Linked DNA regions of Mus musculus: regions 1, 2, 3 and 4 are each linked to region 5. The links are chromatin contacts, called in public Hi-C, HiChIP or PLAC-seq and promoter capture Hi-C maps. All regions are on one chromosome and are shown on one strand. The core of a region is the stretch at or near the end of the contact, and the rest is flanking DNA. Distances in the headings are between cores, read along the strand shown. Region 1 holds the start of Nob1 (NIN1/RPN12 binding protein 1 homolog). Region 2 has its middle 65 kb from the start of Gm34675. Region 3 overlaps Gm39242 (a long non-coding RNA gene). Region 4 has its middle 150 kb from the start of Gm39242. Region 5 holds the start of 4922502B01Rik (RIKEN cDNA 4922502B01 gene).

Evidence for each region. Promoter capture Hi-C pulls out the DNA fragments that hold promoters and counts their contacts. Hi-C and Micro-C count contacts between places; a contact is called where the count stands out from the background. HiChIP or PLAC-seq counts read pairs in DNA pulled down with a chosen protein or histone mark.
Region 1: a contact with region 5 is called in a promoter capture Hi-C map of hippocampal neurons, with 4 times the contacts expected there. The contact joins the promoter of Nob1 here to the promoter of 4922502B01Rik in region 5. A contact is called at or near these places in 2 of 39 promoter capture datasets (cranial neural crest and hippocampal neurons) and 2 of 115 datasets of contacts at active chromatin or transcription factors (astrocytes and embryonic forebrain).
Region 2: a contact with region 5 is called in an H3K4me3 HiChIP or PLAC-seq map of embryonic forebrain, with 10 times the contacts expected there. The contact joins the enhancer-like site here to the promoter of 4922502B01Rik in region 5. A contact is called at or near these places in 6 of 39 promoter capture datasets (the 3T3-L1 cell line, the C10 cell line, cranial neural crest and 2 more), 5 of 484 Hi-C or Micro-C datasets (cerebellar granule neurons, cerebellum and cortical neurons) and 4 of 115 datasets of contacts at active chromatin or transcription factors (astrocytes, embryonic forebrain, forebrain and 1 more).
Region 3: a contact with region 5 is called in a Hi-C map of ganglionic eminence, with 4 times the contacts expected there. The contact joins the enhancer-like site here to the promoter of 4922502B01Rik in region 5. A contact is called at or near these places in 14 of 39 promoter capture datasets (the 3T3-L1 cell line, 3T3-L1-derived adipocytes, the C10 cell line and 9 more), 4 of 484 Hi-C or Micro-C datasets (cerebellar granule neurons, cortical neurons and ganglionic eminence), 7 of 115 datasets of contacts at active chromatin or transcription factors (astrocytes, embryonic basal ganglia, embryonic forebrain and 4 more) and 1 of 9 other capture datasets (embryonic stem cells).
Region 4: a promoter capture Hi-C map of hippocampal neurons shows a contact between it and region 5, with 16 times the contacts expected there. The contact joins the enhancer-like site here to the promoter of 4922502B01Rik in region 5. A contact is called at or near these places in 14 of 39 promoter capture datasets (the 3T3-L1 cell line, the C10 cell line, HPC-7-derived erythroid cells and 9 more) and 2 of 115 datasets of contacts at active chromatin or transcription factors (astrocytes and embryonic forebrain).

The regions. Positions count from the first base shown.
Region 1 is chr8:107,423,498-107,428,622 of GRCm38.p6, reverse strand. It overlaps Nob1 (NIN1/RPN12 binding protein 1 homolog), which reads left to right and starts at 3,585. Exons shown (of 9, transcript NM_026277.3): 1 at 3,585-3,657; 2 at 3,753-3,885. The coding sequence starts at 3,595.
Region 2 is chr8:108,242,215-108,247,486 of GRCm38.p6, reverse strand. No RefSeq gene overlaps it. Among named protein-coding and RNA genes, the nearest start is that of Gm34675, 65 kb to the left of the region's middle. RefSeq lists an enhancer at 656-3,664. Within about 2 kb of position 1,681, at least 21 of the 459 cell types and tissues checked have an H3K27ac peak or open chromatin away from gene starts, as enhancers often do. A contact at or near this core is called in embryonic forebrain, where this site is marked.
Region 3 is chr8:107,822,756-107,827,890 of GRCm38.p6, reverse strand. Gm39242 (a long non-coding RNA gene) reads left to right here. Exons shown (of 3, transcript XR_879158.1): 2 at 860-947. It overlaps Gm42040 (a long non-coding RNA gene), which reads right to left. Exons shown (of 3, transcript XR_879157.1): 3 at 4,601-5,036. Among named protein-coding and RNA genes, the nearest start is that of Gm39242, 9.0 kb to the left of the region's middle. Within about 2 kb of position 3,125, at least 43 of the 459 cell types and tissues checked have an H3K27ac peak or open chromatin away from gene starts, as enhancers often do. A contact at or near this core is called in astrocytes, embryonic stem cells, ganglionic eminence and 1 more, where this site is marked.
Region 4 is chr8:107,978,142-107,983,201 of GRCm38.p6, reverse strand. No RefSeq gene overlaps it. Among named protein-coding and RNA genes, the nearest start is that of Gm39242, 150 kb to the right of the region's middle. Within about 2 kb of position 2,566, at least 28 of the 459 cell types and tissues checked have an H3K27ac peak or open chromatin away from gene starts, as enhancers often do. A contact at or near this core is called in hippocampal neurons, where this site is marked.
Region 5 is chr8:109,247,668-109,253,235 of GRCm38.p6, reverse strand. It overlaps 4922502B01Rik (RIKEN cDNA 4922502B01 gene), which reads left to right and starts at 3,491. Exons shown (of 5, transcript NR_151498.1): 1 at 3,491-4,476. D030068K23Rik (RIKEN cDNA D030068K23 gene) reads right to left here. Exons shown (of 10, transcript NR_126329.1): 9 at 3,313-3,379; 10 at 1-2,132.

The sequences.
Region 1 (5,125 bases), core at 2,336-4,835, 1.8 Mb after region 5:
TTATTAAAGACATATAAAGAATTCATTATATATCAGGCCTGAAATTTGAAGCAGCCCTCCAGCCTCTGCCTCCCTAGTACTGGGATTGAGATTGAAGTTGCAGCACCATGTCCCAATTTTTTGGTTGTTTTTTTTTTTTGTTTTGTTCTGTTTTCTATTTGTGCATGGGTAGGGCTGGGGGAGGTTTGTTTTGTTTTGTTGGTTTTCTTCTAAGACAGGGACTCATTATGTAGCCCTGGCTGTCCTAGAACTCACTATGTAGACCAGGCTGGCCTCCTGAGTGAGACTGGGATTAAAAGTGTGTGCTACCACTGCTCAGCTAGTTTTATTTTTTAAAGTCAGGGTCTCTCTCTAGCCCTAGCTAACCTGGAAGTCACAGTGTAGTCCAGGCTCACAGTGACCCTCCCACCTGGCACTTCTGATTGACAACATCACAAGCATACTGTGCGTGAACAGCCACACCCAGCCTTGTCCTTTTATGTTTTCTTTGAGTTAGGGTCCCATGTAGCCCAGGCAGGCCTTAAACTCTGTATAATAGGTGATTTTAGATCCCCTGGGCCACCAGAAATGTCACTTTTCAGGTCCTGCCTATACCTACCATGTCAGAAACTGAGACCCAGTGAGCTCATTTGTACAAGCTCAACAGGGGGTTCTGATGCACACTTGAGTTTCAGAATCACTGACCCACATCAGAGTCTTCTGTGTCATTTATCTGAGACAGAATCACTTGTAGCCCAGGCTCGACTTAAACTAGATATGTAAGCAAGAGTGACCCTGAACTCTCAATCTCCCTACATGTCAGCGATCCTGCCTTCAAGCCAAAGTGATGGGGCTGTCTGCATGAGGCACCAGGACTAGCTTTAGGTCAGTTTTTCTTCTAGGGTTGAAACCCCAGAATCTTTCATCAACTTGTGTAAATCTCTTTATTAGACTCTGGTTCCTGTATCTTCACTCACTGTTTAGGTCAATGTAGAAAGTCCATTGCAGATAGAGAAATCGGGGAAAGAGATAAAAATTTGATTTAGAAAACTGAAGCCGGGCGGTGGTGGCACACGCCTTTAATCCTAGCACTTGGGAGGCAGAGGCAGGTGGATTTCTGAGTTCGAGGCCAGCCTGGTCTACAAAGTGAGTTTCAGGACAGCCAGGGGTATACAGAGAAACCCTGTCTTGAAAAACCAAGAGAGAGAGAGAGAGAGAGAGCAGAGGTGGAAGGGTGCAGACAAACATCTCGAATTGATGTTGACATTCTGTAGTGCAATGAACATTGGTTGTTGGTGAGTGGAAGGGAGGAGGATGGCTCAGAGATGCCTACCTTGAATGCTTTTGTTGGTAATGCCTTAAAAAATAAAATAAAGTTAAATAAAATAGGACTAGGAAGTGGTAGCATATGCCTGTAATATCAGCACTGAAGCAGAACTCTTGAGTTTAAGTCCATCAGCGATATATAGAAAGACTCTAAGATAATAATTATTGGAGCTCTAACAAGTGTAGATGCTAGGAAATTTCAGATGGAACTTCCTAGGAAGAGTGGACTTGGGACAAGGATTGGACATACATGATTTTTTTTTTTTTTTTAGAATAGGTTTTATTCAGGGCATGGGGAGGGGAGTAGTTGAGGAAGTAGAGACAGAGAAAGAAAGGAAGAGAGAGAGGGAAAGGAGTAGAGGCCGGCCATGAGCACGTGGAGGGAGAGGGGGGAGGGAAATGGGAAGAGAGGGGGAGCAGGAGCAAGAGGGCAGAGCAAGAGAGCAAGAGCGACATAAATGCTTCGAGAGAGCCCTTTTAGGGCTGGACAGATGGCTTACCTGTTAAAAGCAGACCAGAAAGAATTAGATTCCCACCACTTAGATTAGGTGGATCACAAGTGCCTGTGACTTCAGCCCACGGGGAGTGGCACGCGCACGCGCACACACAGACACACACACACACACACACACACACACACACACACACACACACGCACGCACACTCGCACGTGCACACACGCACACGGACGCACAGATTTAAAACTCACATATATACATGATTAGAGTTTGTATACTGTGGCCATTAATACCTGGCAGATAGTTGCTATTTGCTGAAGAAAAGAACTTGAATTGATGAAGGTGCAAAAAGTTAGGTAGAAGGTACTGTGTTTGCAAGGCAAAAAGGAGAGAATTGGATGAAGAGTGAGAAGCCAGGGAGAAGGCAAAGAATCACCAAAACCAGCTAAATCCTGAAAGAAGCTACAGTAGGCAGTGTCAGCTCCTGCAGAGGAGTGGAGCTAGCTGAGAAAGGATTCCAAAACACTGAGAAAATTTTCCATAAAGTTGGATAGTCTTCAACTGGGGTCTTATTTCAGAACAGGCAGCACTGTTGGAAGCTAGAGATTGGAGCGATTGAGGGGTAGGAAGATTGGTGATATAAAATATTTGGGGATTAGGTTTGGTGGTCACAACTTTAATCCCAGAGCAAGAGAGGTAGAAGGAGGCAGATCTCTGAGTTCAAGGACAGCCAGGGCTATGAAGAGGCAGCAAGTTGCATCTTTACCTGCCTAGCCTGAGAACCTGTATTCCATAGCAGTCTCTCTCTCTTTTTTTTTTTTTTTTTTTTTTTTTTTTTGTTTTGTTTTTCGAGACAGGGTTTCTCTGTGTAGCCCTGGCTGTCCTGGACCTCACTTTGTAGACCAGGCTGGCCTCGAACTCAGAAATCCGCCTGCCTCTGCCTCCCCAGTGCTGGGATTAAAGGCGTGCGCCACCACGCCCGGCCCCCATAGCAGTCTCTTAGCAGAAGGAGATAACTGACTCCTGTGGTTGTCTTCCAGCCCCCACAGGAGCACCTGGAATGCTCCCCCACCCCACCCCCCGTGTAATTTAAGATGTTTGGGGATGCAGAAAATATTTAAGTCAGACGAAGGTACCATCCCGGCACTGAAGGGTTTTTGATACGGGACAGATGAGTAAATGAAAGCAGTTGCTAAAGGCTCAGATCAGCGTTGCCAGCATGTAGTAGCCCAGATCTCCTAATCCCAGAATTGAAAGGAAAATCGGAAGTCATTAATAGTCATTACTACCCCTTCTGTTCGATTTTCTAGAAAATCATGTGCCTTGCTTAGGGAGATGGGGCAAAGGTATAAAGTAATACAGCCATTGTCCCAAGATATTCAAATAAAGTAGGACTGCGTGGCTGTATAACACAACGGATTTTAAAAAGTGGTTTCAAGTCAGTTCGGAGGTTATCTGGCCAAGTCAGCTTGGCTTCCTTGCTTGTAAAATCGAATATACCCTACTGATTTGTTGTGATTTGTTGTTTCTAGCTACTGACTTTCAACCATATGCCATATCTACAGGTTTTTCCTTTAAAAGTAAAGAAAGTTCTATGAATTCCGAGGACGATTACTTAAGGAGTCCCTCAACTTTAATCATGCACATAGCCCCCCAGGCAGGGCAAGCGGCGCGGCTGTGTATGCGCGCAGTCCTGAAGGGGTGGCCGGTGGCCGCTAGGGGGCGCCGCGAAATCGCAGCAGCTGTTCCTCCGGTCTGAGGAAGACTACTGTGCAAACCCAAGAACGGCGCAGGCTCCATACGCATGCGCGGTCTGTCCTTGACAGCCAACATGGCGCCGGTGGAGCACGTTGTGGCTGATGCCGGAGCTTTCTTGAGGGACGCGCCTCTGCAGGTACTGGGGATCCCGCCGCGGGGCCTGGGCTTGAGGCCCTCCAGGGATGCGTGTGGGGTCAGGCGAGCGGGATAACTGGGCCGGTCTGTCCCCAGGACATCGGGAAGAACATCTACACCATCCGGGAGGTGGTGCGAGAGATTCGCGACAAGGCCACGCGCAGGCGGCTGGCAGTGCTGCCCTACCAGCTTCGGTTCAAGGAGCCTCTCCCAGAGTACGTGCGGCTGGGTGAGTGAGTGCCCCGGCCCAGCCTTGTGGCAGACAGACCCGCCCCGATCGGTAGCAGGCAGCGTTTGTTTTAGAGACAGTCGGTTCAGCCTGGCTTTAATAGTGCCAGCCGTGCGCTCCACGGTGTATCACAGGCTTTAAGCTTTATCGTGAAAATAGTAATAATATCTGCCTCCCCTCCGCGAGGACTGAAGACCATGCGGATATACCTCTTGGAGAAGTGTCTAGCAAATTGGACACATGAGGTAAAGTTGTGTAGACTCCTAAGACTCAGTGCGAGAGCGCTCTACAAGTATACAGAAGGCTCTGGGTGAATTACAAATAGAGAACCTAGATCTGTGGTCCTGTGTGTAGGGTGATTATAGTTTCCAGTGGAGGCAACCTCAACTCAGAAAAAGGCATGCAGGCTGGGCGTGGTGGCGCACACCTTTAACTCCAGCACTTGGGAAGCAGAGGCAGGCGGATTTCTTCTGAGTTTGAGGCCAGCCTGGTCTACAGAGTGAGTTCCAGGACAGCAAGGGCTACACAGAGAAACCCTGTCTCGAAAATAACAAAAATAAATAAAGAAAGAAAAGAAAAAGGCACACGATATAGACAGTGGTGCAGTCTTCGTCCCGGGGAGATAGGTTTCAGGGTCATGGGTCCCAGGCCAGCCTGAGCTAGGTAGTGAGACTGTCATATTAAAAATAAAAGGGGATTGGGCCCAGTGTGATGTCACATGTTTTTAGTCCAAGCCCTCTGAAGTCAGAGGTTCCAAGCAAGCCAGGGCTATATATGTAGTGAGATCTCATCTCAAAAATAACAAATTTTAAAAAGGAAAGGGGATGTGTTTAGGGCTTGCATTAGTTCTGAAAAAAAAAAAAAATAGCTGCCTAGGGGTCATCGTCCTCTTCAGGAATCCAGGTTAGTAGGGAGTGGAGGCGTCACTGAGGCAGATGGTGGTCAGGGCTCTACCTGCTCTGCAGTGGTTTCTGTAGCTTTTCCCTCCGACTTGATAGTTACAGGGTCTCTGTCAAGTGGCTTCAACTTTCCAAAATACTAGTAGTACCTCATAGGATACGGTTGGGAGGAAATGGGTCAACATATAATCTACATGCTAACAAAGCACTCACATGCATTTAAAAAAAAGGGTTTTTGTTTTGTTTTGTTTTTGTTTTTGTTTTTGTTTTTTTGAGACAGGGTTTCTCTGTGTAGCCCTGGCTGACCTAGAACTCTGTAGGCCAGGCTGTCCTCAAATTCA
Region 2 (5,272 bases), core at 432-2,931, 1.0 Mb after region 5:
ATGTGTCAGACTGTTTTCTTTCCTTTAAAAAAAAAAATTGGAATGCACTAATGTCCAATCTGGGTGGTATTAAGGGACCGGGTTTCCTTTGCTTAGGGTCAATTTTCTTCATTAGTGAGCTTTAAAAGCTCACCCATTATGCCTGCTGGTCAGGAATGAATGAGACCAGTGATGGCCAAGCACGGGCTCCTCCGGCAGGTTGGGGCACTGTGGTCTGACTGGAAACTCAAACTGGTTTCATTCCACCCGTTTGGTGACTCACTTGGACTGGTGTGGGTCATACTGTGGAGAAACAGCAATCTTATGGAGGGAAAAGGAGTTGAGGACGGAAGACCAGTCTCTATCCAAGGGGTGGTGCCAGTGTGGCCAGGACCCAGAGTGCTTTTCAGAATCAGGTCTTTGAGAACAGAGCCAGCAAGGTGGGGTTTTAAAGTTAACAGATTGACACTAGGCAGAGGCCTGGAGTGACGGTGCCATAGAAGAGCCAGGCCAGTGCCATCTGCCAGCCCACCTGGGGGACACTTCCCCAAGCCCCCTTAGCTCTCTGGACACGGTTTCCGGTGTTTCTCATGATCGCTTAAACTGTTTGTATTCAGACCCCTTTTGAATGGTGATGAGAGTACACAAAAATGATAGTCATGCCGAGAAGTCGGGGTGGATGACAGGGGAGGAGAGACTACTGATCCCGGAACAAGTTGAAATTGGGGGGGGGAGGGCGGCGCTTGCCACGGCCCCACTCCCCCTCCTGCCTTTTCAAGAGTCTCTGCAAGCAACAATAGCAGGCCCCTTCAGAACCAGAAACACAAAGGGAATTTGCTGTGGTTCAGTCCCCACAGTGAGGCCCTTCGGAAGCTGAACACAGTCACTTTTTCTTCCCCTGATAAAAATAAGCGACGGGAGGGTGGGCAGACGGGAATTCTCCTGTACGCCCCCCTCACCGACATCCAGGGTACAATAAGCTGAAGAGAAGGGGGCCTCTCTGACAGAACGTTTCAAATCACAGGCCCTGGCTCACATGCTCTGTCTTTCTTCTCCCCTTTCTCAGAATTTATCATTGTTTCTTGATTTGGCTCTTAATTTTGGTTTGGTTTTGGAAGGAAAGGATGGCAGGGTCTATTATTTAACTCGATAAATAGCATTAGCGTACCGCCTGGCTGCCTCCCCGTCTCTCCCTCTCTCTCTCTCTCTCTCTCTCTCTCTCTCTCTCTCTCCTATTTATTCATTTGTGTTTACATTTCTAAGACATCCCTTTAGCTGAAGGAGGACACTTCCCACATATTGCAGGATTGGCCATTAATGCAAACGGGTAATTTATCGGCTCACACAGCCTCTGAAGTTGAATTTTGTAAAGAAAATCTGGGGCTTAGTATTCTAGGGTTTGTCGCCTCTGTATGCATTTACTTTGTAATTTTCTTCCCTTTATCTTTGAAACAGTTCCTAACATTTCTATTTATCAATTTGATGAGATTTCATTGTAGTTTTTATTTATTTACTTGCATAAACCAAAGCGCAGGTCACCACACAGAAGCAAAGAGCTGTGTACAGAGCACCTGGTGACATTTTTAAAAAGAAGAATCCCCCTTACCCCCCCCCCCCCCAAACCTGGCTAAACTGGAGCCCAGCCGATCCTATCTGCATTAATTTGGCTGAACAACAAGATACTGCCGAGGACAAGCGGAGTACAGCAGTTCGGAGTTCCCAGAATTGGCCCAGCTCAGCCGGAACAATGGCAGCTTCCTATTCACCTTAACCCGGCTTTTCAGAAGAGCATCCCCAGAAACACAAAAGCATCAGCGGGAAATGGCAATTTTTATGAATCCTAATCAATCAAAGGGCTTATTAACTCAATGTGAAGCCAGATTAAAATCTTTAATTATAAATCGTGCTAAAAGGAAAAACAAAATGTACTTATGCTACATTGAAAATTCCGGATATTAACATAGTTGCTATTATCTCGCAATATTACCCTCAACCCCCCCTCAATCTTGCCCCACCCCACAACAGCCTCATCTTTTTCTAGGACTAAAGAACAGGGCTCTACAACCCATTTCACAACCCCGTCGCCATCCTCGATTTATTAAAATATATTCTTTTCTCCCTCCTATGCGTCCAATAGGTTGCCGGGAAGCTGCTTTGGTGTTACAGGAATAGAAGACCCGTTAGGGAGCACCAGGCAGGCAGCTAAGGTTTCAGTGGGACTTTGGGGGCTATTTGAGGGGTAGTTGTTTATTAAGGGGGCAGGGTTGTTGTCCAAGGGTTCACAGGGCTTTTTCCTCTTCTCTTTTGGGGGGTAGGAGGAAGACAGCAATCAGATGTGGAGTATTTTCGCTAACGAAAGTGGCTCGCATGTCTGTGCCCTTAGGAGTGATTGACAGGAGTGGAGATTGCCAGCCCCTGGAAGGGTCCTCGGTGTGTAAGAAACAGCTCTGGGTGCTGCTGGGGCTGAGCCTGCTTCTGCTGCTTCTTGGTCTTCTTCATCTTGGTCTTTTTTTTTTTTTTTTTTTTTTTTTAATCAGGCAGACATTTGGGAAATGACCACAGCAAATTTAATCACAGTTGGGGGGGAGGGGGAAAGAAGGGAGGAACAGCAGAGACTGCGATTCACATGTTTTATTTATTTGTTCAGAGTCACGGCCATGCTATTGTGTGTCCCTCATTCTGTCATTTCAGGCCCCTCCGACCCACCCCCTACCCCTGTCCCCATTGTTAGCGCAAGAAGCAGAGAATATAACCACGTTTTATAATAATAACATATCCAACACTGCAAAAGCAGAAACCTCGCCCCGAGAGGGGGGCCTTTTTTTTTTTTATATTGAAATGATAAAAAGAAAAGAAAAAGAAATCTTTCCATCCTAATGACAATGTAGGACGTACAGATTTGTTCTTTGTGTAAAAATCCAGTGATCTTTGTAATGAGGGTGTGTGCCCCATCCCTCCTCCCGTACATCTGCTGGTATACTACCGTATTTTCATACTTACAAAGTGAGCCCCATGCCACCCAATTGCCTTTAAATTAAACAGGGAGAGAGGGGAAGAAAAGGAAGGAAGGAAGAAAACTGTGTAATCAGAACTAATAAAAAAAAAAAAAGAAAGTAGTAACCCCGTTTAAATGAAGTCCTACTTCATTTATTTTGTTCCACATTCAGACTTCCTTTCTCTGAGCCTTCTACAATTCTCTTTCTTTGACTATTATTCTGGTTTTGGAGACAAGGAATCTCCTATGTCAAAACCAGGTCTCTCGGGAGCCTTACTGATTCCCGCCCTAACCTTAGGACCAGGTTTTATGTACATCCGGTGACAGGATGCAGGTTTTGGAGGGTCCACAGAAGTGGACAGATTTTATCAGTAATCCTGACCGTAAATGGAATTTGATTTTCATATTACAAAGTGAACTCTGTTTTTTTTTTTTTTTTCCTGGAGGGGGGTGTTATTTTTATTTTTATTTTTAATTCAAGCACAGGTCTAAAATAACTTATTTAAATCCCAAATCAAGATAGGGCTTATCCCTGATGGACACCAACCATGTCTGCTCTAGTGGCAAGTCCCAGCTCCCTCTAGGCTCTGTGCTTCCCCCTCCCTAGCCCCTCAGGGGAGGGGGCACTTCATAATGCTCCCCTCTTCATGCAGCCTCTGTTACCAAGCGCCCTGAAAACCTGGCTGTCCTGATGCTCCTGAAACTTGCAACCAGAGACACAATGCCCAAGGTTACTTGAAAACAACTGAAAAAAAAAAAAAAAAAAAAAAAAAACTTGATATTTGAGCAAATAGTCACTCCAAAGGCTGGGGCCTCACACCTGCCCACCGCCCTCACTTCTGCAGAGATCTCCAACTCTTCCACTCCTAATATGGTTAATGTCTGCTTGGTCCCATGTCTCCTCGAGTTCTCTACCTTTCCTGACTTGGAATTTCATAGTTATCTAAAGGTAGAGACGCAGCCAGCGGCAAACGATTGAGTAAAAGATCCCAAATCAGTGTTTATGGCTCAAGTGCACACGGAATCCATTTTGGGGGGAAAAAGGCTTTCAAATTCTCAGAATTCCTCTAAATCCTTAGCTGCTACGCGGCTGTACTCCCCCTTTGAAGGCAAGCGCTGGACCTAATAAACCAAATACTAGAGTCACAGACCCCGGATTCTTCAGTTCTTGGCATAGCTTTTCATGAAATTCAAAAGGGTGCTTTTGTGCTTAACTGAGTTTTCATTTCATTGCTTTTAAATTTGTTAAGCTTGACTTTTGACACTTTAGAACTAATTCTTTTTAATATTTTCAGTGCAGTTACATAGTAAATAATTGTACTCCCTGGAAGGAAGATATTGATCTGTTATTAATGTCAGTTTGTAAAAACCAAAATGTTCTCCGATTTTTTTGTTTTTGTTTTTTTTTGGGGGGGGCTTTTCCCCTCTTTCTTTCTTTCTTTCTTTCTCTCTTTCTTTCATTCTTTCTCTCTTTCTCTTTTTCAGTCAGAGATAAGTCAACTAAAGATATACATTTTCCCAAACATTATCTCTAAGGAACTAATATTTTTGAAATAATACAAACATAGTCTATACAATATATTTACTCTGCTCTATTGAGAGGTATAAACAAAATTAAAAAAATGAATAAAGCCAAGAAAAAAAAAGTTAACTTGTGCAAATAATTATGTGGAGGAGTGCTATTGAGTTGCTATGTAAATAAATTAGACATTAAAATGATTTTAAAACACTAGTCAATGACAAGTCTATCAAAATATGATTACTTTATTCTTTTCTTGTTGATTTATGTTCCTTCTTTACTACAGGAAATAAAAAAAGTTTTTTTTTTTTTTTTTTTTTTTTTTAGTTGAAACAGCCCTTAGTAGCCAAAAATATGGGAGCAAGTATTTGGCTGGAAAAAAAAAAAAAAAAAAGCAGAGATGGAATTTTAGTTGCTTCTCGGAAATTACAAAAGGGACATTGAAAAAAAATAGTTCAAAAGGTAGTACTTTGAAATCGGAATGTCTTTTGACATACTTTTTTTTTCTTTAAATATTCAGGCATAAGCCTGCTTTTCAGATGAGAAATGTCTCAGCCCAACCTTTTTTTTTCTCCCCTTTTCTGCCTGAAAGAAAATGATTTTCAAATTGTTTAACAAAGAAATATTCCATTAAAACCAATAAGAAAAATTGTATTATTGTTCAGGAGTAGAAAATAATTGTCAAACATTTTAATCCACTTATCGAATATTTCCAATAGATTTAAAACATTTGATCTACATTTTTTTATGTGCCTTGTATTTCTTTCTTAGGTATTATC
Region 3 (5,135 bases), core at 1,876-4,375, 1.4 Mb after region 5:
GGTTATTTATGGCCTGACTTCCTTTCAGAGTGTGAGAAACCTTAGCCTTCTGCCAGCTGCAAGGGATTGCTGAGAAGTATTTTGAAGGGGAAAAAAAAAATATAGAGCGCGACACCCCTTTTCCCCCTCCCCCTTCCCCCACAGCCAGCCACACTCCGTGCACCCCCTTGCATCAGATAGTCAGTGACATGCCTAAATAGGCATTTAACTGTACTCGCCATCAAAGAAGGTGCCCCATGCAGGCAACAGTATATTAACTTAATGAATTCCAGAAAGAATAAGGGAGAGGGCACTGGTAACTCCGCCCGAGTTATCTTCCCTAGGAACACTCATCCCGGGTGGTGAAAACATGCAGACGCGTGCTTTTCTCCATTTTTTAAAAAGAGATGCTTGATATGGGGCCCAAAGATTCGGGGACTACAAGGAACTTAAGTCCAAAGGCAGATCCCAGTTTACAAAGAGGCCCTGTGGCAGACACAGAATTTGATCACATAAACTAAGTTTAAATCAGGGGTTCTCACCCTTCCTAATTCTTTGACTGTTTAATACAGTTCCTTGTATGGTGGTGACGGCCCCCCAACCCAAAAAATTACTTTCGTTGCTATGTTATAACTGTAATTTTGCTACTGTTATGAATCCTAAGGTAAATATCCATGTTTTCTGATGGTCTTAGGTAGCCCCTGTGAAAGACTGTTAGCCCCCACCCACCCATAAAGGGGTCACCCCCAAAGGTTGAGAACTGCTGCTTTAAATGTCTTCTCATTTATGAATAACACAGGAGGGTCTCTGATGATGTTGCTTTCTCTGGCTATACAGCATGAAAGTTGCTTCCGTTAAAAAATCATCATTTGCTTTTTAGGGACCATGTCTTTTAAGCAGTTGGAAGGAGACAGAAGTTGGGCCCGGTCTTACAGGTCTGCAATCGTAGCTGCAATCATGAGGCTGAGGTAGGAGAAGGCCAAGCTGGGTAAATTCATATACAAATTATCCTGTAAAGGGTATGGGCAAACTAGAGATGCAGCTGGGAAGCACAGCACATCCTAGCATGTACAAGGTCCTAGGTTCGATTCCAGGTACTAGAAAAACAAAAGATGGAATCATTATGAAAGATAGCATTTCAGTACCACAAAAATAAATTACAGTATTCTCTGGAGGCAACCCCAGAATACACCTTCCACAGCCAAATCTACCTCTGCTGGAGTCATAAGAAATGGCGGAGTGATGTGTCAACAACAGCAACATTTTAAAGAGCAGCACATCAAGATAAAGGTGCTTGCCACCAGGTTTGTTACCTCAAGTTCAATGTCAAAACCCACACGGCAGAACCAATTCCAGAAAGTTCTCCTCTAACCTTCATATAAGTACCAGTGTATATGTGTACACACACATACACACACACAGGCACACACACATACATACACATACATGCATGCACACATACATGTACACATACATACACACATACATATATGCATACAGATATACACATGTACACACATACATACTCACATGCACATGCATACAAATATATACATATACACACATACACACACATGCACACACACATACACATATACACACATATACATACTCCCACACACACATACATGCACACATGCACACGCACTATAAAAATAAACTTCTAAATAGCAAAATAAGTAGGACCTGTAATCTCAGCACTGGGAGGCTGAGGCAGGAGAAAAACAGGGAGTTGGAGGCCATTCTGAGTTACATTGTGAATTCTAGGCCAGCCTGGGCTACATAGAGAAACTATGTCTAAGAGAGAGAGGGAGAGAGAAAGGAACAAAGAGAGAAAGAGAGAAAGGAAGGAAGGAAAAGGAAAAGGGAAAGGGAAAAGGGGGGAAAGGGGGAAAGGGGGAAAAAGGGAAAAAAAGAAAAAAGGAAAAAAGGGAAAGGGAGGGAGGGAAGCAGGGAGGGAGGGAGGGAGGAAAAGTAAACAAAAATGGCAATACATACATATGCTCTCTACCTTAGACCGAGGTTCCCCCTCAGCCCACCCCCCTGTATATTTAACTCATGTGTAGATTGCTGTGTGAACAGATCCTGCAGTGCACTGTTTCAAAAATTATGACAAGAACAGTCTATACCTGCCTATAGCAGATACAACTCTTTCCCTAATTTTTTTGTATGCTGTTGAAGCCCACGAATACAGAAGCCACAGATATGAATGGATGGCCACATACCCTAATTTAAATAATTTTTCACATGCAAGCAGAAACAGACTGGTTCTAAAATAACTGGTTCAACCCTCAAAAAAAGAGAATCATGGAGGCTAAAGGCACAACTCCATGGTAAAGAGAACTTACTGCTCTTGCAGAGAGTCTGGGTTCAGTTCCCAGCACCCAACTTGGTAGCTCACACTGCCTGTAACTGTAGCACTAGGGAACCTCTCTCTGGTCTCTAAGGACACTAGGTACAGATGTAGTATACTTACGGACAAGCAGGCAAAACGCCCACACAAATAATCTAAAGTAAAAAAAATTTTTTTAAAATATGTATACTCAGTATGGACACCTTCTAAACGTTTCTGAAAAGACAAACATTAAACTAATTGGCAGAATCTTTCATAGCAATTATGACTTGTAAAAAGGCAAAAACACGCGATTGATAATCACTCACGAGGGAAGAAGGACAGGACCTGAAATCTGAAATAACAAATCACTGACTACAACAACATGTGTCTCAGGAGCATCCCGGCCCTCGACTAATAAGATCACAGAGGAGCTGTGTTTCCTGCAACAGAAAAATTCACTTTTAGTGGGTAGGTGTGGCTCTAAAAAATTGCCACATAATTTAGAGATCTGCGGGAATCTTTGGTATTTTTGGAACCTGGTGGAGCCTTTGGGGGTAAAAAAAGAAAAACTCATCACAGCTCCTTTCAGTCTTGGAGGAAGCTGGCACTTCTGCAATGGAGTTGTTAAACAGCCTGGCCATGCCAAAATTCATCATAGCACTGCCCCAGGGAGGCTGCGAGCTGCCTGACCCAGGAGCTCAGAGCGCGCCTGGAACAAAAGGCTAGCAACAATTTCAAAAGGATCCCTAGGAAGCATCCGGGAAGATGCGGGAGTGTCGAGGTGGACTGCGACAAACAGTGGGAGCTGGGAAGTGCTTGCTCGCTGGCTGAGGAAGGCAGAGCGCGCTGTGGAGCTTAGGAAGGGGGTGACTGGGCCGAGCAGGTTCGCTGGCAGAAGCCGCACACGGGATTGCTAGGCAATGGTCAATTTCCACACCATCATCCCAGAGTTAACTACAGAGCAGTGAAGATGGAGTATTGTGAAGAATGCGTCTCACACAGAGAAATGACAAAGAGAGAAAGGGAACAGGGGGGCAAGAGAAAGGGGGGGGGGACCAAAAGGAGGAAGCAAAAAAAGAGAAGGAGAAAGGGAAGAAAAAGGGGGGAGGAGGGGCAAAAAGGATGAGGGAGGGGAGAGAACGGAGAGGCAAGAAGAGAAGGGGAAGCGGAGAAAAAAGGGGGAGGGAGAGGGCAAAGGGAAGGAAGAGGTGAGGGACTGGGAGAATGAAGTCAGGAAGGAGGCAAAGAAAAGAGGGAGGAGATTAAAAGATGTGCATCAGGAGCCAGCGAGGGCACCGGAAGAAAGGAAAGGAAGTTAAAGGTCAAAGGGCAAGAGAAGAATTTGAAGAAAAGGTTTAGCAAAACAAATTTCCAGAAAGGCTGGCCATTTGTGTCAAAAAAGAGTGGTACCAGTGATTGCGAGCATCCAAATTTCTAGCGGTTCATTATTTTATTAATGCCATTCGGGCTTAACACTACTACCCCAGGACTGTAAATAGCAATGATAAGGACATCCAGGTTGGCGTCAATGAAGCTGAAGGATTTTATGTAAAACACAGCCTACAAGCAGAGAGATGACAGCTTACAAACCTTTACATCACATTAAGGAAAAGCCTCGCAAGGATCCACAAACAGCAGTCTTAATATGCAACAGCATTCCCTGCCCTGATGTCCCTATAGAATGATTTGTAATTCCTCTACATGTAAAATAACAAGTCTCCACACCCAAGGAGCGTAGTAAGAAAGTTAATGTATATTTAAAGAGCATGTTACGTTATCTTTAGCCCTATCCCCCACTTGTTTTCCAAAGTGAATAAGTTTATTTAAAAGAAAGAAGAAAGAAAGAAAGAAAGAAAGAAAGAAAGAAAGAAAGAAAGAAAGAAAGAAAAGAAAAGAAAGAAAGAAAGAAGGAAAGAAAGAAAGAAAGGAAGAAAGGAGACAGACATGATTGCTCCACTTGGTTTGGATTAAGAAGAAAGATTTTTTCGGGTTTTGGTTTTGTTTTGTTTTTTTGTTTTTTTGTTTTTTGTTTTTTTTTTGTTTTTTGTTTTTTGTTTTTTGTTTTTGTTTTTTTTTTTGTAGCTATGAGGGAGAGCACTGACAAGAAACGTCAGGAAAAGTCCAGACTAAACTGGGCCCTAGAAACAGAAAGAGAGAGAGAGAGACTGAGGGGAAGGGGGAGAGAAGAGAGAATCCAAGGGCCAAGAGAACAAAAAGCCAAGAACCCCAAAAGGATCAGTAGCCAAAATGGCTATGGTTTTACAAGAGTCAGATTCTGGAGACCGGGAAGCCCAGACCAGGCCTGGGCTAAAAACTTTAGGGTAGGAGGCAGAGTATGTCAGCTGGGAAGGGCGGGGAGGGGGAGGGAGGATGCTGTGCCAGGTAAGGACTGAGGGAGACTGGCAGCCAGAGTCTGCCAAAACTGAAGCTCAATTTTGACTCACAGACTGTGTATTTAGAAACCAACAGTGCTAGTGTAAAAACAGGGTGGTTGCTTTTGATCATCTTCAAATTAGTCACGATAATTACTGTCCCGTCATTGAAGTTCACGGTCCTGGTAGACTGGATGTCTTCGGGGGCATCTTCGGCTTCCAGCAAGACAAGCTTGGGGCTTTTCTGACCCACCACTGGCCACAAAGGTCATTCTGCCATCTCTTGGCTTGGGGGATGTCATGATTTTGTTCACACTTAGTAATGTGCATATGTGTGCCTCCCCTCATCCCTAAAAATAGCAAAATCCAAAGCAACTCAAGTTCATTGTGTTAATATTGTATTTATTATCTGTGCATAGTGTGTGTGCATCTCCCAGATACTTTTGGTC
Region 4 (5,060 bases), core at 1,317-3,816, 1.3 Mb after region 5:
GATCACAGGAGGAGGAGAAATACGGCAGCCACACCCTCTGGAGGTTAACTTTTCCATGGCTGCTGTTCCATTTCATCCTTGGAAGGCAGACACACAGGAGGTCAGTTTTTAACTTTAATTTAATCCCTCAACACTGAAAAGAAAAATTACCCTGAAACTTAGCAGCTAAGTTGGGTTTGTTTATTTTTTTTAAGGTTCTGATTTATATCACCTTATTAAGACTCCATTTTCCCATTTGCTAAGTGAATAACATAATCTTTCCATGCTACCAGTAGAGCTAGGCATGGCAACAGGAGCCTGTAATTAAAACATAAGTTTGGGAGTTCAAGGCAGGCCTGGGCTACATAGTGAGTTGGAGGCCAGTTTGGACTCTAAGAGACCCCATGTTTAAAAAAATAAAATAAAATAAAAAATCTAGATGGAAACCAAGCTGGTGGCGCGTGCCTGTGATCCCAGCACTCAGAAAGCTGAAGAGGAATACCATGACATTGAGGTTACCCTGGGCTATACTGTAAAACTCCAAAAATAGTTTATAGGTAGAAATTTAAACAAAACATTTTAAAATGGGTTGAGCTGGGGGTTGCAGCAGCATCAATAATCTAGCACTTGGGGTGTCCAGGCAGGAAGACTGAGAACTCAAGGCCAACCTCGACTACATGGTAAGCTCCTATCTCAAAGGAAGAAAAAGAAAAAGATGTTTTTAAAAATTCCACTTGATTTTTTTTTTTTTTGGCTTTTTTTGAGTTTTGGTTTGTCTGTCTGTCTGTCTGTCTGTTTGTGTGCATGCATTTGTAAGATGAAGTCCTGGAAGATTATAATAAGCAGTGCTCACCATTGTATCAAAACATGAACACAGACTCTCCCGACACATCTTGCTCTTGAAATTGACAGCGTGGTAGTAATTCTGTACTTGGTCTGTTTGAGCTAAACTATTTCTGAAGCCTTGCGTCACTCACAACTACGGGTCTGCATCCCTCGAATTTCTTCTCATGCCACTATCATCCATGTTTCCTTTCATCTCTTAGAGTTGGGTAACTCTGGCACTCACTGTGACGGGACGGCAATTCATATCGCTAATGACAATGGGTAAATCTAGGCAGGGATGGTAAACCACAATACAGCTTAATGAAGCCAGGCCCCTACTGCAACAGCTACACATCCTCAGTCTGAAACTGCACATGCCCAGTTCATAGGGAGTCTACACGCAACCAAAGACACACAATGCTGGCCATCCTAGCATTTCCAAATTGAAGTAGATGTGTCACTGTAAACCACTTACCTTTAATTTCTGTTTTATATTACAGTTGTAGACCTGTTTTGGGTTCTGTTTTTACCATTACATGAATGGGTAGGTCAAGCTTTGTGTCTTCAGGAAAGGGTAGTAGGAACTGAGGGGTGGAGCTTCATGGGTGGAGTTGCTGCCCTAGACCCCAGGAAGCCCTGAGTTTGATTCCCGACACTGCACAAATGAGACAGGATAGCTTGCACCTGTAATTCTAGCACCCAGGAGGTAGAAACAGGATCAAAAAAGATCAGGGAAGCCTCCCTTGGCTGCACAGAAAATTAGAGGCAGCTGCCTAGTGGAGGGAGTAGGTAAGGGGACTCAACAAGTAAGGACACTTGTCTCCGAGTCTGAATCCCTTAGTTCAGTGACTGGAACCCACAGCAGAAGCAGAGAGTTGTCTCCTGAAACTGGCCCTCTTGACCACACACGGGCCATAGCATGTGTGCACATACATGTCAAAACCAAGAAATTCTCATACTATTAGACGTCAAGACAAGACCTCTCCCTTGTCTACAACATTGAAATGCCGCTGCGATGTTTTGGTACCTGGCTTTTTCAATGAGTTGGTTTGGGGGGGTGGGGAGGTTTGTTTCTTTTGTGTCCCCCCCCCGGGAGTTTGACCACAGAGAAGCCATCTGCCTGCTGCAGCTAAAGATGCACCAAGATGCAGACTCTTGAGGTTACTGGGCAAGCTACGACACACAGAGGCTAGTAAATAGAAGCAGCCCCCCCTGAATCCCTTAATTACTAGAACCCCCCCCCCCCAAAAAAAACCAAATGTGGTTTCCCACCCCCAGGGAAGGCACACATGTTTCAAATCCAATGTGGAACAAAAACTAGAAACACAAAGTACCTTAAATTTTTCTGAGAAATTAGCATCAACAGAAAGAAAAACAGCAGTTGCCTCCATGGAAATAGCAGCCCCTCCTCGCCCACAGCCATTTGGATCGGAGATTGTTTGCATTAATAAGGCGTTAGCGTTTGTTTTTTTCTTCTGTCTCTCTCTCTCCCTCTCTCTTGATTGTCAAATGCCAGCCGTTCAATGTCCCACATTTGCCGTGAAATTCAAGGCAATGAGGCTGACAGAATGTAATTTACTTGCATTGAAATATGCCAGGCCCATGATTTGCTTCTCCAGCCTTCCGGGCTGGGGGGTCACATTCAGTGGACCTTCTGAACTCTCAAAGAGGAAGCCAACTTCGCTGAGTCACATACAGCAAGGGTGTGGCAGGTGGGTGGCCACAGGAGCAGATGGCAGAGCCACCAACGCTGTGTCGATCTTTGCAAAGGAGGAAGAACAGCGTAGACAACTTGAAACAAGCAGCTAATCTCCCCTTGAGTCTTGAATTTCTTCACCTTTCTCATCTATACCTTAAAATGAATGCAAATTTATAGGTCAAAAAATGAAGCGCTCGGATTTATTCATCTCTAGAAAATGTAAAAGAGCTGAGAATTTACTAGAGCATAGAACTAAACTGAACTTCATAAATAACCTGGGTGGGTAAAACATTTCATCATCACGCTGAAAAAATTTTTGAAATGGAAAAATAAAAGCCCAGAGAAGTCAGAGCGCATGGGGGGGGGGGAAAGCATTAAAAAATGTGGGGGAGGGGAAGCTTGGGGGCAAGATTTTCCATACATATAAAACAGTCCTGCATTAAAAACCACTTATGGAATTTATGTTCAGGGCCATCTATCATGGAGCTGTTTGAGACATTAAGAATTTGGGGAGAAAATAAATGCCTAATAACATGGAAATCTGTTAAATAAATTATCATCCATCTACACAATAGTGCCAATAAAAATCCTACTGTAAAGGTATTTAATGGCATGGGCAAATATTTCCAACACGATCTTGAATTTTCATGGTGGTTACATAGACTGAAACTAAGGTGTATTTGTGTGTGTGTGTGTGTATGTCTGTGTCTGTATATCTGTGTGTGTTTGTGTTGTGTGTGTACATGTACATGAGTGTGTGTGTGCATAACTGGGTGCACATATCTATACATATGGGCAGAAGGAGAATGATACAATCTTTAAAGTTAACTGTGACGAAATATAGGTGGCAAGACTACAGTTTACTTTTATTTTGTGTGTTCTCTAAGAGAGTATGTTATATAAAATACCTATCTTGATAAGGAAAAGGAGATCATGAGAAAGAAGTAGTCTCACTTCTGGGGAAAATGTAATATCCAGACATCCCAAGGTTTCCTAAGATATTTTCCTCTAAGTAACACCCTCCATCTCGTGTTGGCAAGAAAGAAATGCTTTCTTAGAAAATTTGGAACAAGGACATGATTAGCAGAGGACTCCACTCTGAGAACAAACCCACACACTTGCTTGCATACCTTTGCGGATGCAGATGTGGTTTGTGTATGTGTATACGTCTGTGTGTTTCTATGCGCTTGGGTATCGGGGCACATGGACATCTGCGCACCTGTATGTGGCAGCCGGAGGGTCAACATGAAGAGTCTTCCTCGGTCACGAGACTGGCTGGCCAGAGAGCCCCGGGATCCACTGTGTCTCCCTCCCCAGCGCTGGGATTCCAGGCACACTAAACAAGCTCACTGCTTTTTGTGAGAGTTCTGGGCCAAGGAATTCAGGTTCTCATGCTCGTAGCAGGAAGTCTTTTGCTCCCTGAGCTGTCTGTCGTCTCAGTTTTATTCTGGTTTTGTTTTTCTTTTCTAATTCACACTTAAAATATACTCCTAGCACCAGAGGGATTATGCGGAGCCATAGAATGCTTGATGCACAGTGTGAGGACCTGAGTTCAACCTCCAGCACCTATGAGAAGATAAGCGGGCGATGAATTCGCTTTACATAAAATCAGCACTGTGTGTGCAGAGGCAGGAGGATTGCTGGGGCTTCTGGCCATCAGCCAGCAGAAACTGTAAACTCCAGAGTCTTTTGACCCTATCTCAAGAGAAACGGGTTTAAAGTAATAGAAGATGACACCTTTTGTTCATGTACACACACACACAGAGACACACTCACAGACACTCACACATACACACACAGACATACACACTCACATAGGACAGACAGATACACTCATACACACACACACACACACACACACACACAAGACACACACTCATACACGCAAATACAAACACAGACACACAGTCACTCACACAGGCACACAGTCACTCACAAAGACACACACTCACACACACAGACACTCCCACACAACACTCATATACACACAGACACACACACAAACACACAGACACTCCCACACAACACTCATACACACAAACACACAGAGACACACACACAAACACACAGGCACACAGAGATATATACTCTCAGCATACACACCACACACACACACACACACACACACACACACGCAAACATTCACACACCAAAAATAAATTTTTATGCCAAAATAAGCCAGCATCTGATTACTAACAGATTTAGAGAAACCCATTTCCAAATGTCAGTAGCATCTGTGAATACTTTATTTACCAATTAACAAGAGTGCAGTTTCCAGACAGTATTAGGAATGATTGACACTATCAGGCCCCAATCAGGTACACACCCACTCTTCAGCAGTTCCTGATAGGTCTTGATCAGCCTGCCCTCCCACTCCACAGAGCCCAGAAACACTAGAAGGTATATGAGAGAGAGAGAGAGAGAGAGAGAGAGAGAGAGAGAGAGTGTGTGTGTATGTGTGTGTGTGTTTGTGTGTGTGAGAAAGAGAGGGGGGAGGGAGGGAGGGAGGGAGAGAGAGAGAGAGAGAGAGAGAGAGAGAGAGAGAGAGAGAGAGAGA
Region 5 (5,568 bases), core at 2,242-4,741:
TATCTCTATGGACTATGTAATAATAATGAAAATATAAGACCAGATTATATCAGATTATTAAAGGTATTACTACTTCTCAAAGAGTTGAGTCAACTTCTCAAAGGAATACTTTTTAACAAGGCTGATGTAGAGTGATTGCCTAATGTGCCTACTCAATCCTAGGTTTTAGCAAGTTCTCCTTTGAAGGCATCTTTGAGGTTACCGTCTATCTTCATAAGACAACCACGTGCTAGGCCTTGTGTATCACTGTCCGATGTCTAAGAGCCTATAATTCATAAAATGCTGCCTAGAACAGAACACATAAAGCCAAGTGGAATGCAAACTCGTGTTCTCCTGCCTCCCTATACCCAGACATGGAGAGTAGGGATGCACACCTCTCAGATATTTCTGCATCCCCAAAAGAAAACCTACATACAAATGCCACATTTGGCTTTACCAGTTTCTTCCCCAGATGGAATCTAGCCGTTGTGCTGGAATGTAAGGACTGTGCCACTAGAGTTGAAGTATCTTGCAAACTTTTAGGCAAGGAGAGTTCTTTGCCTTTCTTGAACACTTGGGATCTCTGGCACAGCTCCTGCTGAAAGCATGAATGGAAGCATGAATGGCATTTACTGGAAAAGGCAGCTTTTCCTGGCAAAGGACTTGGACGGAGCTGCGTCCACTCTGTCTCAAGCTCACTTTGTAAATTATGTGAAACACTTTTAGACAGACACTGGCACTCATAAATTATACAGCTCATTTGCATATTCCAGTCATGAGACATTATGCAAAGTGACATGATTTGCATAATGGATTCCTCTTGTCGCTTCACTTGCTGTGTGCTTTAAAAAAAACAAAACAAAACAAAACAAAAAACAAAAAACCCCAAAATGAAATAGAAGGCAAGCATGAAAAGGTGAGAGCACCGGTTCCCAGCCTTGCCCGACTCCTTCCCAACAGCAAGAGCAAACTGCTTTTATTTTGGACAGAGGCTCTGAGAAAGGGGGTGGGCAACAAAGATACACACACTCATACAAAATAACAAAGAGCCTGGCTAGGAGTTTTGTTCTTAATTATACTATGTACTTCCTCACTGAAATCCATTACCCAAAATAACCTCATCTGGCCAAGAGGAGTGGAAGCAAAACAAAACAGACACAGAGAAGAACTTTATGGAACCTGTACTTGTGCTGTGTAGGGTAGGAGTACCCACTCTTCCCTTTGTGAAACTGAGACATAGCAATTCAAAAAAAAAAAATCTCAAAAGCACCATCATTTTCTTACTCCTAGAAAAGAAACATTTTAGGGAGGATAGAAGCGGTCTTGGGAGGGGCTTATCTCATCTCTCGAAGAACTTCTGAAGGGGTTGTCTAGTTGGGAAGAGGAAAGACGGGGTTGTGTTTGATTATTTGACAAAATCTATAATGGCTCCATATACTGTACAGGATGAGGCAGTGCCACGCTGACTTCTATCGCTCTACTCCAATAAGCAGACAACGTTCCCTCAGCAGTTGCTAGTTTTGCTGCGGGCTTTCCCTGCCCCCCCTGCACCAGTGCGGAAGGCAGAGTGTGCCAAGCGGCTGGCGTCTGTACCCTGTGGGAAAAGTTAACTGTAATTCTTCGGCTTTTAAAATCAATTAACCCGTGTGTTAATTAACGTCAAGTCGACGGGAGGAGGAGAAGAAGGGGAGGGCGGGAGAAAAGAAAAAAAAGCTGCAAGGGCGGATGGCAGAAGAGTTGGCACGGTGCCATCCATTCAGGGGCAACGCCACAGTTTCGTGTGATAGCAGCAGCGGGTATATGTTACCGGGCCCTGTATGCGGGCCAGACAGTGCGGTAAAGCCAAGGGAGATTATCCAGACCCCCAGGAGCGAACAGCAAGCAGCAACGCAAGGCGCAAGTGCCAGGATTACAGCCCAGGCTGCTCCAACTATGAGCCCTTCCTTGGACCCTGGGAATCGGCTACTTGGGGTTTTGGGGTCTTCCACACCAAAGAAGCACAAAGCTGACTTTAATCACTTTTTTCATTTAAACTTGATTCTGCCGCAGTGGAAGAGCCAGCACGGCGGATGTTTTCACACCCAGCAAGACAAAGGCCGTTGTCTCCGCCATGACACCATTCCGTTCCAAGCAGAGGCCGGGGTCCTGGACATCTTGAAAAATCAAAAAGAAACAAGGAAAACAAACAACAGATACAGCGACAGTCAGAGAAAATCATCAACCACCCAAACTGTTTGTCCGTTGCCCATGCCAAGGGTGATGTGGGCATCTGTTGCAGCAGAAGGCACTTGTGTGGGCTATTTTTGTTTTTTCATTAATTTTTTTTTGAGAGGGCAAGCTACTGGCTTATTTGCTACTCAACTTCGTTTATAATTAACTTAAAAAAACAACAACAACAACACACCGTTCAGCCAAGTCAACAACAAAGAGGAAAGGCAGACATCGGAAGAGAAATGCCTGAGGAATCGGCATGAATGCATGCCACAGCCGGTACCACTTGCCATTCGGAAAACCTCAGGGAAAGATGCCAATTTTATAGCTCCGAAGAAGGCAGAGAAGGAAACATAAAGGTCTACAGATAGAAATTCTAAGGAAGGAATACTGCTTTCCCAATCCTGGATGGAAATGGCACACAGCCTCTGCTGAGAGAAAAGAGGGAATGTTTAAAAGGAGCTATCTAGATGGGTAGACGTGAAAACAGGCAACCATCGAGTGCATATAGAGATGTGTGTAAGGCTCTGCGTGTATACAAATACACAGACTCTCTGACAAACTGAATGCTTAGCTATGTATATATTTTCATGCTATAGGTATGGGTACGTATATAGGTGTATATGGTTTGCACTTACACGTGTGTGGGGTGGTGTATGCATGTCTGAGAAGTGGGAGAGGATGGCAGAGGAAAGACTGGGAGATCTGAGTATGTACTTGTATGTGTGTGTGTATGCATCCCACTCTCTAACCCAGGTACACACAGAAGACAAAATAAAAATCATACTGGAGCAGCAAGCAGGCAGCCAGAGATTTATCTACATTCGCTGCTATCACCGGGGAGATGAATGGGGTCGTCTGAAGCCCCTTTACAAGATCCACTATGGGAGTGGAGGAGGAGGAGGAGGAGGAGGAGGAGGAGGAGGAGGAGGGATGCCACACACACAAGTACAAACTTGAAGGCAGAGAGATTTGGAAGGGGCTACCAGGCAAACCCTGGTGGCATGATGCTGAGGAGCAGAAGGGAAAAGAGCCTTGTCTCTATGTTTTAGGTGCTTAAGGAAAAAAAAAAAAAAAAAAGACATCCTGCAAAAGGGTCTGAGGGAAGCGGCTGGTACTCACGGTTTCTGCGTTGCTGTGAATCCTGAAGGTGTTCTGTTGGCACCGGGCGCTGAGCCAGGGGCAGGCGCTGGAAACAAAAGGGAGACACACACACAAAAATTAAAGTCAATTCAATGGGAATATTAATTGCTGCTCTTGTGGATTTTACAAAACACACAAACTGTTTTCATTTTTGTTCTTTTTCTTTTTTTTTTTTTCTTTTAATTGTGGATTGGCGCGTGCCCCTTTCGCATGGAATATACAAGTAGTTTGGGATTTACAGTCCAGTTACGGGACTCAGGATTAACTGCGCTGGCATCTTTTGGGCATATCCTTCCTTTTAATGAATAAGCTTTCGCTGTTAATGAGGAATAATCGTTTGGCTAATGAGCTTTGAAACATTAAGAGAAAAGAGGTTTTTTCCCCCCGTTAATCGCTCTGGTGCGACTGCATGGATGGATTACAAAAGACAGCACTAGTGCAGTACAAAGGTTGGGGGAGCTCCTTGGGAGTGGGAGAAGCACCGAGTGGGAGATGTGCCCCTGCATCTCTTCTTCCTTCTCTCTTTCCCCTCTCTCTGCCAACTGCTATGGGTTTCCATAACTCCGCAATCGAAGTGGATGGTCGGGAAGGATTATTATACAGAGTAAAGCCTCCGCTGTTAATGTCTCCAGTGTTTAATCATCATACAGTAGGATGGTTTTATGCATATTTCATTTGCATATCATTAAACTACGTTAGCGAGGGGGCACCCAGAGCCGAGAGGAGCACAAAGTTGGGAAGACAGGGAAGGAAAAAGAGATTCCCTATGATGCTTATCTTCAAACGGGGGCTTGTTCCTTCCATGATGTGTCTTCTGCCTTTCTAAAATCATTATGACTTGGAAACCTTTGAAGTTGGATACAACCTTGGATTCCTCTAATTCCTGCAGAGCGGTATATTTTTAAGATCGGCAGCAATGTCCCTGCACTAGACAATTAAAGGAATATAAACTCCAGTGGGCTGAGACTAGTAGCTCTTTGGGGAACACAGTGGCAGGAGCTTCTACAAATACCAACACTTAAAAAAAATCATAATAAAGAACGTCATACCAAAAACAAAGAAAGAAGACAAGAGATTTTAACATGTGGATTATATTTGTTTTGTTTGGGGGGTAATAAGCTAAAGAGAGTGAAGAAGTCATTGGTAATTTATCCCCTCATTAATGAAGTCACCCTTTTTATTTGTGTTTGTTTTTGTCCTTTAATTGTGAAGACCGGTGCTGTCGCAGTTTTGAAGAGGTTAACCAGTTATTGTGTAGCTCTGATCTTTCCCCCACCCCACACCTGACAGAAAAGAAAGGTGGTGGTTCGGGGAGTTGTGAGTACTGGGGATGTCTGGGGGGAAGTGGGAAATACAGTGAGTTCTTTGTGGATCTTATACATGCTCAACATATTAATTGAGGGCTTTTAAAGTTCCCTCAATAGGCTATTTCATTCTTGGTAAACCAGCAGCTGGTTAGCCACTGTTGGTGACTCTTCAAATATCACTTTAACGATTTTTTATTCTGTTGCCGTCCATTTTTGTTTTGTCCGTAGCCAAGAAGGAGAATGTAATACCGCTCTTTCTTTACCATGCCCCTTCCGTCTTCTTCGTGTCCTATTTTCGAACTGTGAAACGGTGTTGGTTTAATATTGAATCCTGGTGCACGGCATAACTGCACAACTTGATTTGGAAATGAGACACTGGCTTATATTTAAATTATCTCCACTCCTCCCTTATCCTCCAAAGCTTTGTCTCTGCTATGAATATTCAGATGAGACATGATGTGATTACACTGTACAATTACTCCTATCCACAGTGGTGGCAGGCGCTGCTGGGGAGAAAGAGCCTCCAAGCTAGTGTGGAGTTTTGTTTTCGGTATTTTTTTTCTCCTATCTCCTGGCACCTCGGCACATGCAGATGTCGCTGTTGTTCTTTATAAAGCTCTAATGACATGCAAAGGCATAACGACTTGGTTTGGATGCAAAGCATCAACTGAGTGTTATGGATGTCTTTAAGAAAGAGAAAGAGAAAATCCTGACTGAAGGAATGTCCACATAAATTATTTTTATTTAAATGAATTCAAAGGATGGGGTGAGGGCAAGTGAGGAGTCACATGGAAAACATGCATAATATTAATATGCACAAAGAATTCTTACCGAGGACAAGCGCCTCACTACAGCTCATGGGACAAACAGGTTCATTAGGAGACAGCTCTGAGCGGCTACGGCATTTTGGTATTTTGATTTTTTTTTT